2 separate regions of the Triticum aestivum genome follow, and region 1 is linked to region 2. A link is a contact called in public Hi-C data. All regions are on one chromosome and are shown on one strand. The core of a region is the stretch at or near the end of the contact, and the rest is flanking DNA. Distances in the headings are between cores, read along the strand shown.

What was found. Hi-C and Micro-C count contacts between places; a contact is called where the count stands out from the background.
Region 1: a contact with region 2 is called in a Hi-C map of leaf, with 9 times the contacts expected there. The contact joins the promoter of LOC123148000 here to the enhancer-like site in region 2. A contact is called at or near these places in 4 of 5 Hi-C or Micro-C datasets (leaf and an unstated tissue).

The regions. Positions count from the first base shown.
Region 1 is chr7A:530,813,116-530,818,205 of IWGSC CS RefSeq v2.1, forward strand. It overlaps LOC123148000 (probable inositol oxygenase), which reads left to right and starts at 1,440. Exons shown (of 10, transcript XM_044567345.1): 1 at 1,440-1,678; 2 at 1,853-1,952; 3 at 2,953-3,239; 4 at 3,663-3,722; 5 at 3,814-3,866; 6 at 3,959-4,081; 7 at 4,177-4,246; 8 at 4,362-4,440; 9 at 4,533-4,614; 10 at 4,719-4,971. The coding sequence starts at 1,648. The coding sequence ends at 4,745.
Region 2 is chr7A:530,649,308-530,654,409 of IWGSC CS RefSeq v2.1, forward strand. No RefSeq gene overlaps it. Among protein-coding and RNA genes, the nearest start is that of LOC123148000, 160 kb to the right of the region's middle. Within about 2 kb of position 1,409, at least 1 of the 8 cell types and tissues checked has an H3K27ac peak or open chromatin away from gene starts, as enhancers often do.

The sequences.
Region 1 (5,090 bases), core at 190-2,689, 160 kb after region 2:
TTAAGCGTACGCATAAGCATTAGGTCTTGCCCTTTGAGTTTCAAAACGTTACTTAGGAAAACCATCCAGTACTTTGTCATATGAATCAAACAACTCACATATAAAAAATTCATAAGATCTCAACCCTCTATTTTCTGATAAAATCGATTGAGCTAAAGTGGCCTTAAGTTTTTCTTTTTCTTCCTTTTCATTCTCGTTAGAGGAAGAGGTCATAAGCAGCCAGTTTAATATCTCTGGAACAAGAATACTCCCTCTATAAACCCTCTTCCAATGCAAAGGTGCTTAGGCCCTTCCCAGCTCCAACTTGTACAGGTGCTAAGCCTGCCATGTAGACAAAAAATCTGATGTGGCGAGACAATTAAGAGGAAAGAGATGAGTTTGGTGATCCCACAAAGAACCAATACCAAGCGCGCAAACCTAGGTCAAACATTTAAATGAAGCAAGCTCACAAATGCATGAGAGAGTTTAGTAGTAGCTTAGTCATTAAATGAAAGGAGCTTAGCAACAACAACTTAAGCACCATTGGGGACTATGGTTGCTAAACTATTTAATGTGCTTAGCACCTCATCTAAGCAACTATCTACTCCATCATTTCCGGTTTATAAGGCTCAATTCAAAAATCTCACCAACCAAGGTAGATGATGAGTGGTGAAATATTTTTTGTAGTTTGCAAAAGCACCCAATTAATGCTCTTGTTTTCCTAAAAAAATATGTTTACGAATGCATTAATTGCAATGCATGCATGCATAAAGTGCATGCATTGGTCAGTTTTCTCTTAATACTTGCATGCAATGATTTAATGCACCTTGAAGTCTGAACATGTGATGAGGAACAATCAAATTGAGCCTTATAAAATGGAAAAACTAAAATTTTGAGATAAGTCCTATAAACCGGAAAGGAGGGAGTATTGGGAGAGGTCTTAGATGAAGTGCTAAGTGCATTAAATACATTAGCAACTCATCTCCTCAATGCATAGGTGCTTAACTTGTTGTTGCTAAGCACACTTTATTTAATGAGTTAGCACCTAAAGTCTTTCATGCATTGGTCAAGTTGTTTCATTTAAGTGGTTAGCATAGGTTCTCGCGCTTGGCATTGATTCTTTCTGGGTCATCAAAATACTCTCTCCCCTCATTAAATGTTGTGCCATGTCATTTTTTTGCTTATGTGGCATACTTAACACTTGTCCATCATGAAGCACTGGGAAGCACCTAAAATGTATATATAGGGTGTAATAAATAAAAGATATTAATAACGGAGCGGAAACCGGACGAGGAAGGAAATGAAAACAGGCCCTAGCAAAAAGGAGGAAAACAGACGACATGAGCTGTTGCTGTCATCCACAGGCGGAGCTCCACGCCATGGCTGAGTCACCGACCCCCTTTAATAAATCCAAAATCCGCAGGATAGCGCCATCAACACCCCGTCACGTTTTACCCTTCGGCTCCTCCATCCCCCTCCGCCCCCGCTACCATCTCCCACCCCAACAAGCCCTCCTCCCCTCGGCCCTCCTATAAATACCGCTCGCGATTTGCCTCCTGCAGAGCAGAGCCGAGCATACCCCATCTATTACCGTCTTCTCGGACCGTGCTTCCCTGCCGCCCTCGCTGCTGCTGCGAGCTCCGGTCGGCAATCTTTTCCCGGTTCAAGATGACCATCATCATCGAGCAGCCTCAGTTCGGTGAGACTCTTCTTACCCATCTCATTTGCGTGCGTGCTTCTTTAATAATTCCCTCGCCTGTTCTTGTTGAGTTTCTGTTCATGTTTCTCGGAGGTTGAGTGCGCAAACAGCGCGCTGTGGGACAGGCGGCATGATGCTGATAATTTGGTTCGAATTTCTGTTGGCCGGTTGCAGATGCGGCGGCGGAGAGGAAGGTCGCCGGCGACCCGGCGGAGCTCGTGCTCGACGGCGGCTTCACCGTACCGGACTCCAACGCCTTCGGCCACACCTTCAGGTGAGTTCTCATGGGTTTTCTTTCCTCGAGCTCCCATGGTTCTTTGGTTGAAAAAAAATAATATCAATTCAAGTCAGATGTACATACATTTGCACCTTTTAAGGGGTGAACCATGTTCCTCCTGTTGAAATTTTGTTTGCGTCCCACGAGAAAGGACAAAACAAAGGGAGTCGGCTGAAATTTCTGAAGCCTTAGATCAAAAACCAGCGCACCAGATTATGTCTTCTTTCTCCAACAATTCTCTCCCGAACAGATGTGTTCTGTCCCGTATTCTCCTTCCTCCCGCCGCCTGCTGCCACCGGCAGGGCCGCCTGCTGCCGCCACCCGCGGCCGGCGGCGCTCCAGCGGCAACCTCGACGCCCCGTCCTCCCCTCAACCTCTCCCCACCGTCATGCTTGCCTTCGCCTCCGAGCATCCCTCTAAACAGGCAAACCACGTGAGATTTTCCGATGAACCTGCACCCCCGCAGCACCCCTAAGATAGACAAGGAGGTTGTTGCTTCCCTTGCACCCCCCTAGTTCCCGCCCCCCACACCCTAAGATAGACAAGAATGCTATCCATAACGGTATTGGGAAGAACCTCCTAGAAGGAGCTGAAACTAATAACACGCTGTCCTCCTGCTAGGGAAATTGACTAAAATTGGAGTAGCAGAACTTAAGCTGGGCAAGAATCTTATCATTTTTCGCAATATATAAATAAATAAAACTCGGCAAGGAACTCCCACGGGATATGCTAGGAAATTGACTAAAATTGTCCATCAAAAACATTTTTCTGGATCTCAGCTTTCAAAGCCTTCCGTTTTCTTTCTTTCCGCGATAAGCAGAGCTCGCATGGCAGGGCATTGTCCCCACACGCACTCCGTGCCACATGCTTATCAAACCTTTCCGCGTATCAGATTGATAACTACTACAACCCCTGTTCCTAAATATAAGACGTGATATAGAAGTGGTATGTACCACAAACGAACAATACTGAAGTGGAAATTGATACATGCGTCCAGGGACTACGACGCGGAGTCGGAGCGGAAGAAGACTGTGGAGGAGTTCTACCGCGTGAACCACATCAACCAGACGTACGAGTTTGTGCAGCGGATGCGGGACGCATACGGGCGGCTGGACAAGACGGAGATGAGCATCTGGGAGTGCATCGAGCTTCTCAACGAGTTCATCGACGACAGCGACCCTGACCTGGACATGCCGCAGATCGAGCACCTCCTCCAGACCGCCGAGGCCATCCGCAAGGACTACCCCGATGAGGACTGGCTCCACCTCACTGGCCTCATCCATGGTAACTTAACTAACTTTTACATGTGTAGCCTTCTTTTTTTCTAAAACAGAGGCAAAAGATTTATCTCGTCCATTAGTAACTCTTTTGCCGATCCTCTCAGAATCTTGAGAATCAGATCCCTCCTCAGATTCTTTCAGAATCGTGAATCTTTTTTTTCTACAATCTTAACTACCTAAGGTCTAACTAGCTAGGATTGCAATAAGTGAAAGAGAGAATAATGTGTTACAAGGTTCCATAGTTGTTTTTTTACAATCTTAACTATTCACTCCGTTCCATAATGTAAGACATTTTTTTGACATCAGTGGTGTGGTGTCAAAAAAGGTCTTACATTGTGGAACGGAGGGAGTACTTAGGGTCCACCGACGGACAGACCGGCCCCGCATACGGTTCTTTTTTTCTCACGTGAGTTGCCACGGTGTGCAGATCTGGGCAAGGTGCTGCTGCATCCCAGCTTCGGGGAGCTTCCTCAGTGGGCAGTCGTAGGTAAATCAATCGGCAAAACCTCAAACCTCTCCAGAGCCTGTCCCAAATTCAGCTCCGAATCTCTGACGAGCTTCATGGCGTCTTTCTTCAGGTGACACCTTCCCCGTCGGCTGCGCGTTCGACGAATGCAACGTCCACTTCAAGGTAAGCACTTGGACGCCTATGAGCCGATCGAAGGCTGAAGCTTTGCTTGCTCTCTGACTCTGACTCTGCCTCTGTCCCTGCGATGCGTGCAGTACTTCAAGGAGAACCCTGACTACCACAACCCGGAGTTCAACACCAAGTTCGGGGTCTACTCCGAGGGGTGCGGGCTGGACAACGTGCTCATGTCATGGGGCCATGACGACTACATGTGCCTGGTACGCCCTCCCTCGCTTCTCGCCTTCGCCGTGGCGCCCTCGTTCGTCGCCAAACGATGAAGTTCTTGAAGTGTTTTCGCGATGCCCGTCTTCAGGTTGCCAAGGAGAACAAGACCACCCTTCCTTCCGCAGGGCTGTTCATCATCAGATACCACTCCTTCTACCGTAAGCGCGCGCCGCAATGGCTTCGATTACTTTCTTCCTGCCTGCCAGGGTAGAAGTTTTGAGTTTCAAAGCAACTAAAACCTTGCAAATGTTTTGGTATGCACGAACGATTCAGCCCTGCACAAGCATGGAGCCTACATGCACCTGATGAACGAGGAGGACAAGGAGAACCTCAAATGGCTGCACGTCTTCAAGTAAGCCGATCTACAGAAATGAAATGGAGTATATTCAAATGATGGGAGAAATGCAGGAGCTGAGCACGCTCCTTTGTTCATCGTTCTTGCAGCAAGTATGACCTGTACAGCAAGAGCAGCGTCAGGATCGACGTCGAGGAAGTGAAGCCCTACTACATGTCGCTCATCGACAAGGTAATAATAGTGATCTTGTTTCACTGCACTCACTGACATCTCTCTTCAGAGTCCTGTGATCGACAAAGTATCTGACGCTATGCTTCCTGTCTGAATTTTCCCAGTACTTCCCGGGGAAGCTGCGATGGTGAGGAGGCCGCACCCAGACAGGGAACGGAGCCCAGACAACATATTATATAGTTTATTTACCTTCGAAAGCAAAAAGAAAGAAAGATTGTTCCAAGCTGTCGTACGTGTATGGTGCGTGATACTACTATATATACGGATCATGACACATCCAAGTTGAGTGAGCGTTGCCAGTAGGGCCATCAGCCATGCGTATTGTGGCGTATAGCTAATAAAATTTATTTGCCGGTATTTGTTGTCTTTCGAGTGTGCTCTGTTCTACTTCTACAGGTTGTAAGCGAAATGATTTTGCTCACCTTGCAATTACATACAGATACAGTTATGTGCGGAAGTATGTGCTGCTTGCGCTC
Region 2 (5,102 bases), core at 159-2,658:
GGGCGGACGGCTTGGTCACTGACCTGTCACGAAAGTGCGACCCAAACAGGCTCCTCAAACTGGCCTCATACGTCCGGGCTGACCGGCACCCCTCATATTCAGCCCAAATATGGGATGGTTATCGGGGCGCCCGGGCACGTCCGCCACGTCGGAATGACGATGGGGTTCCACAAGGAATCACCCAAAAACCTGGCGGTTCGATAGACGTCTCCTCCGTCGCCGCGTGGCGCCGCTCCGGCGGGCCGCGTAGTGCCCTAACCCGGCTATTTAAGCCGATCATCGGCACTGAAATCCTACCCATCCAAATCCCCCCTCCCGTCCGCCACAGCCGCCACTTTCCGCTCGCCGTCCGCCACTTAAGGCTCCTCGTCCGCCACTTCCTGTTAGTAGCTATGCCCCCACGCCATTGGGCAACTTATCTAATGCCGGAGCGCCGGCTGCAGCTCCTTGAGCAGGTCCTGGCAAGGCGCGAAGCTTGCATAGCAGTGGGGCTACCTTCGGATGCAGTAGATCCGGAGGGGGACGGGGGACATGAGGACGAAGAGGAGGAGGAGGACTTGAGGGACGCTGATGCCGTGGATGTACAGGCGGAGTAGCTAGCGATCCTCGATTCCCTTCGGTCGGTATCGACGGCGGAGGCCAAGTGGCGTCGTGTGCAGGAGGCTAGGCGGAGCACATCGCGGATGGTCTGCAGGAGGCGGAGGGGGAGCATGTCGTGGACGTCGACGAGATGCCTACGACTATGGAGGAGGAGGAGTGGGAGCCCTCCTACGCGCCCATCTATCCGGTGCCCGGCATGGATGTCGTGGACATCTTCGACGACGAACTTAGTTTAGAATAGTGTGGTTTACGTACTATCTAGGAAAACTTTTGCATGATTTGTATTGATCTAGGGGGTGAAATATGAGGTATTCAGATGCATATCATCAAATATGAGATATGACCGGTTAGTGCCCCCGACGCGTCCGCGGGCATTTGAGGGACCGGATTTGCCAAATCTGGTTGTAGATACTCTGATGACGATGAGTAGTCTAGTTTAGGGTTTAGTGTAGTTTAAGTTTGAATTTATGTGTAAAGTTCAGTTGTCAAGACAATGTGTTCCATTAGGTTGAACTTATGTTTAAATTTATGTAAATTTTAGTTAAAATTAGGTTGAGCTAATGCATGTTTAATTTTTACTCTGCTATATATAGGGGGTCGGTTAGATCCGATGAAATCTTAGGGCATGTTCGGTAGTTGCCCAACTTCAGCAAATCCTCAAATCTCGCTTCTCGTTTCGGTTGCCAGCTTCAGGCCGGAACGTTAGCGATCAAAAAATCGTTCGGTGAGGCTGCTCCAGTTTCCCTCTCGCCACGCATGGGCTGACAGCCTTTTCAGTGGGTCACGCATGTACGTATGGCACTTGGCGGTGGCACATCTTTGTAATAAGAGAGTGGGGATCGGGGCGTCTCTCCAGCCTATCTATCGAACCGGTACGTATGGCACTTGGCGGTGGCACAACTCTGTAATAAGAGCGAACTTCAGTTTTTGCGTTTTCTGGGATCTCCAAATGAGCTGCTCCGCGTTTTTGTACATAGCCCGGCCACTGATCCGGGAAGCCAGCTTCGTGGAGCCGGGCCGTTCGGGCCAGCTCCAGTCGCGGATTCGGCGAAGCGGGGAGCTGGGAAGCTACCGAACAGGCCCTTAGTAAAATAAAAATACTTCACTAGAGGTTTAGTCCACCGGATCCTTCGCTATTGAGTTGCCCCTGCGAACCAAACAAACCCTGCACATTTTCCCCCACAACGCCAGCCACGGAAAGGGTCCTATCACTAGATTTTTGCAGGATCGAAAGAATCATCTACTTAGTTTACTTGCCTGTAGCTTTCCTGAGCTCACACTTGATAGCTTTTTGTACAATATCTACCTTGGAATCCACCCCATACAGCCAAACTGGCTGTTTTCTTAGATAAACAAAATGTACCGTGTTCTTGACTGTTCTAAGTCAGAACGTGCGCCATCTTTCTTATGTACCATGCTCCGGGGGCAAAAGTGATCTCAAACGAAAAGAAATTCAACGGACAGTAACATATCATTGACAAGATCCATGAAGCTGCGGTTGCGATCCGCGTTTGCTGATCTCAATATATGGATTTGCATATCATACAACCGTATCAAGGCTGGACACGTGTGTGTTCTCCTTATCCGGCACTCATCTTTATCAGATCGAAGACATCAGAGTTGTTAGGTTGAATCTGTCCGTATTTTGGACGCCGGCCGTTGCCTGATGCCTTCCCACCTTTGTCACTTCAATTTTCGTACTGTAGGTTACCCTGTTCAAGTTTGCTTCGGTACACCTCTAAAAAGTGATGTACCTTCGAGGTAAATCTACGGTGGAAATTAAATATGTCTTTGTTAAATATAGTGTAACCTCCGTTCGGCCTCCTTCCCAATAAAGAACCTAAGGCTCCTCTACCTCCCGCCGCCGTCGCCGTCGGTCCATCTCGTCTCCGGCGGTCCTATGGTCATGGAGACGTGGTGGACCCCGCCCTTGCCGGTGGGAGGGGTCTTCCATTGTTTTTAGGTGTTTTTATGAGTTTGTTTACGATTTGACTCCTGCTCAGGAAGACAAGGCGTTGGCGGCTCCGTAAAGATGGAATAATTTCCTCCCCGCCCGGCCCCGTCCCGGTGATGCGTTTAGCGTTGTCAGAGGACGTGTGGAGGTGTGTCTTCGGCTATCTCGTGAGATTCGATCGGTGATGGTCTTTGCGATGGATCCGGTTGGATCCAGTCTTTATTCGTGTGTCTACAGGTTGGATCCTTTCAATCTATACTTCTCTTCATCGCCGACGGTTGCTATTCTGATGCGTGGGTCTTGTGTTGCCTTAGCATGATGACTTCCCGACTGTCTACTGCAACAAATTTGGCATGGCTCCGATGAGGGAGGGATGATGACGGCACCGCGCCTTCGGCTCACTTCAGTGTTTGTAGTCATCGTTAGGTGGTCTACGAACATGAATGTAATTTTTATTATTTTATGTGTTCTTTGTACTGCCATGGCATGATGGAAAGATCGTCCATTCGAAACTAAATGTTGCTGAAACGAGTGTATCTAGACATGATAGTTAATTTCAAACAAAGAGTTACTTACATAACCATTATCATTTCTTCCCTCTATAAGCAAATATAAAACATTTTAGATCACTAGAGTATTAATCAAAAATGTCTTACATTTGTTTACTGAGGTAGTACCTTTCAAAGAAAAAAGAACTATTATCACCTAGGAAGTCTGATGACCCTTTAGGCCTTTTCTTATGCAAAAAATCCTAAGATCTATTAATAATATATAATATAAATACAAAGAGCACCAAGTAACAAACAATATCATCAGATCCAAGGACCATCCAGGGACAAGTACAAATACTAAAGCTAGCTGAAAGCGCGCCACTATTATCTTTCTTCCTTATCCGTGCAAACGTTGTTGTAGTAGACAGTCAGAAAATCGTCATGCTAAGCCTTCAAAGTATCAGCACACTAGAGTATCAACCCAAAGATGATGAGAAGCATAGACCGGAAGGGCCATATCTGCAAAAACAGCAACGACAATGAGTGTTGTGGAATCCAAACAGATGCACCGAAGACAAGCGTCAATGGGATCCAAAAGAATCTTTCGGAGACTCACCTCCACACCCCCTCCATCAATGCTAGGCGCACCACTGACGCGAGGATAGGACGGGGTGGGGGTGGGGGTGCGCTATTTTAACTCCGGGACACAGTTGTTGTCGTCTCTTCTCTTGTAACACATCATCATCAATCATTTAGAAAAAAACATCCTTGATCTAATTAGAACCTTTTCATACAAATGGCCAATAAATATGTAGGCACCTTCTAATCCCGCGCCTTGAAATTTATCGTGCCATCATAATTTTTCTCAGTTGTACATTAGTACTTGATGTCAATCGGAAGTCTCAATTGATTGGGTTGGTTTTAGCCTAAGTAGATTGAAATTGTGATACACACTCCAGTTTCCTTTTAATGAATACAATCTCCAATTGATTGATTAGTGACACTCCCTGCATTTTTACTGTACTTATTAAGTTTTTTAGTCAACCTCTGTAAATTTTGATTAACATTATATTTAAAAGTAACAACATCTAGAGTGTCAAATAAATATAACATGATAATACATTTTATGAGACTATGGTGGACCTAATGATATTGATTTGGTATTATGAATATTGATATAATTTGTATGCACTTGGTCGAACTTACCGGCTTTTCAATTAGAAACGGAGGACAAAGTTATCTTTTTTAATTTAATCAAGGATGCAGAGCTTTTACCACCGTTTAAAAATAACATAAAGTTGCCATTTTTAGAATTTGCAGCTCTCGTTATATAGAATCTTGCTGACCCTCATTACATTCTCTCAACAAATTTTACCAATTCTCTGCCAACAAATAATCAAGAATCTATAGCCGATACTCTGGCTAGGCAATGATTGACAAAAGTTGTTGCTAGTGTTTAACAACCGTGGTAGTGCTCTGTATCCCAACCCAGCATGGCTTGTATTTGTTGAATATATTGTGTGTGTCTCTATCAAGTTTCGATTTTCAAAACAACTGGTTGAAACATAAATTTAGTATGGTACCCGAGCCTTCGGCTTCCCTGCGCCGTTCCTCCCAGCTTTCGCCGGCGTTGGACGTCACCCGTCACTTGTTTCCCGTCCGGCGGAGATGCCGCCTAAGCCACCTCCGCCACGGGTTGCGCCGGTGGTGAGGAACCCGGCCGGGGCTGCGGGGGCTGCCTCTACTCCGGCTGCGACTGCTGTCGCGCCGGGCCTCGCTCGTGCGGCGCCTCCCCCACGGGTCGTTCCACCGCCGCCTCGGGGAGCACCTCCTCCGCCTCCGGCTAGGGTGGCCCAGCCGCCTAAGGCCGCGCCCCCTCCGCCTCCCCAGCCTAGGGCTGCGCCAACACCGCCGCCAAGGGTCGAGCCGCAGCCGACACAACGGCCGTGGCCGAGGCAGATGGCGGGTGGACGCGGTGGCACTGCCCATGGCACGAACGGCCGTGGGGCGGGGGCGTTTGTGAGGGATGATCATAATCCTCCGCGACGACAGTGGGG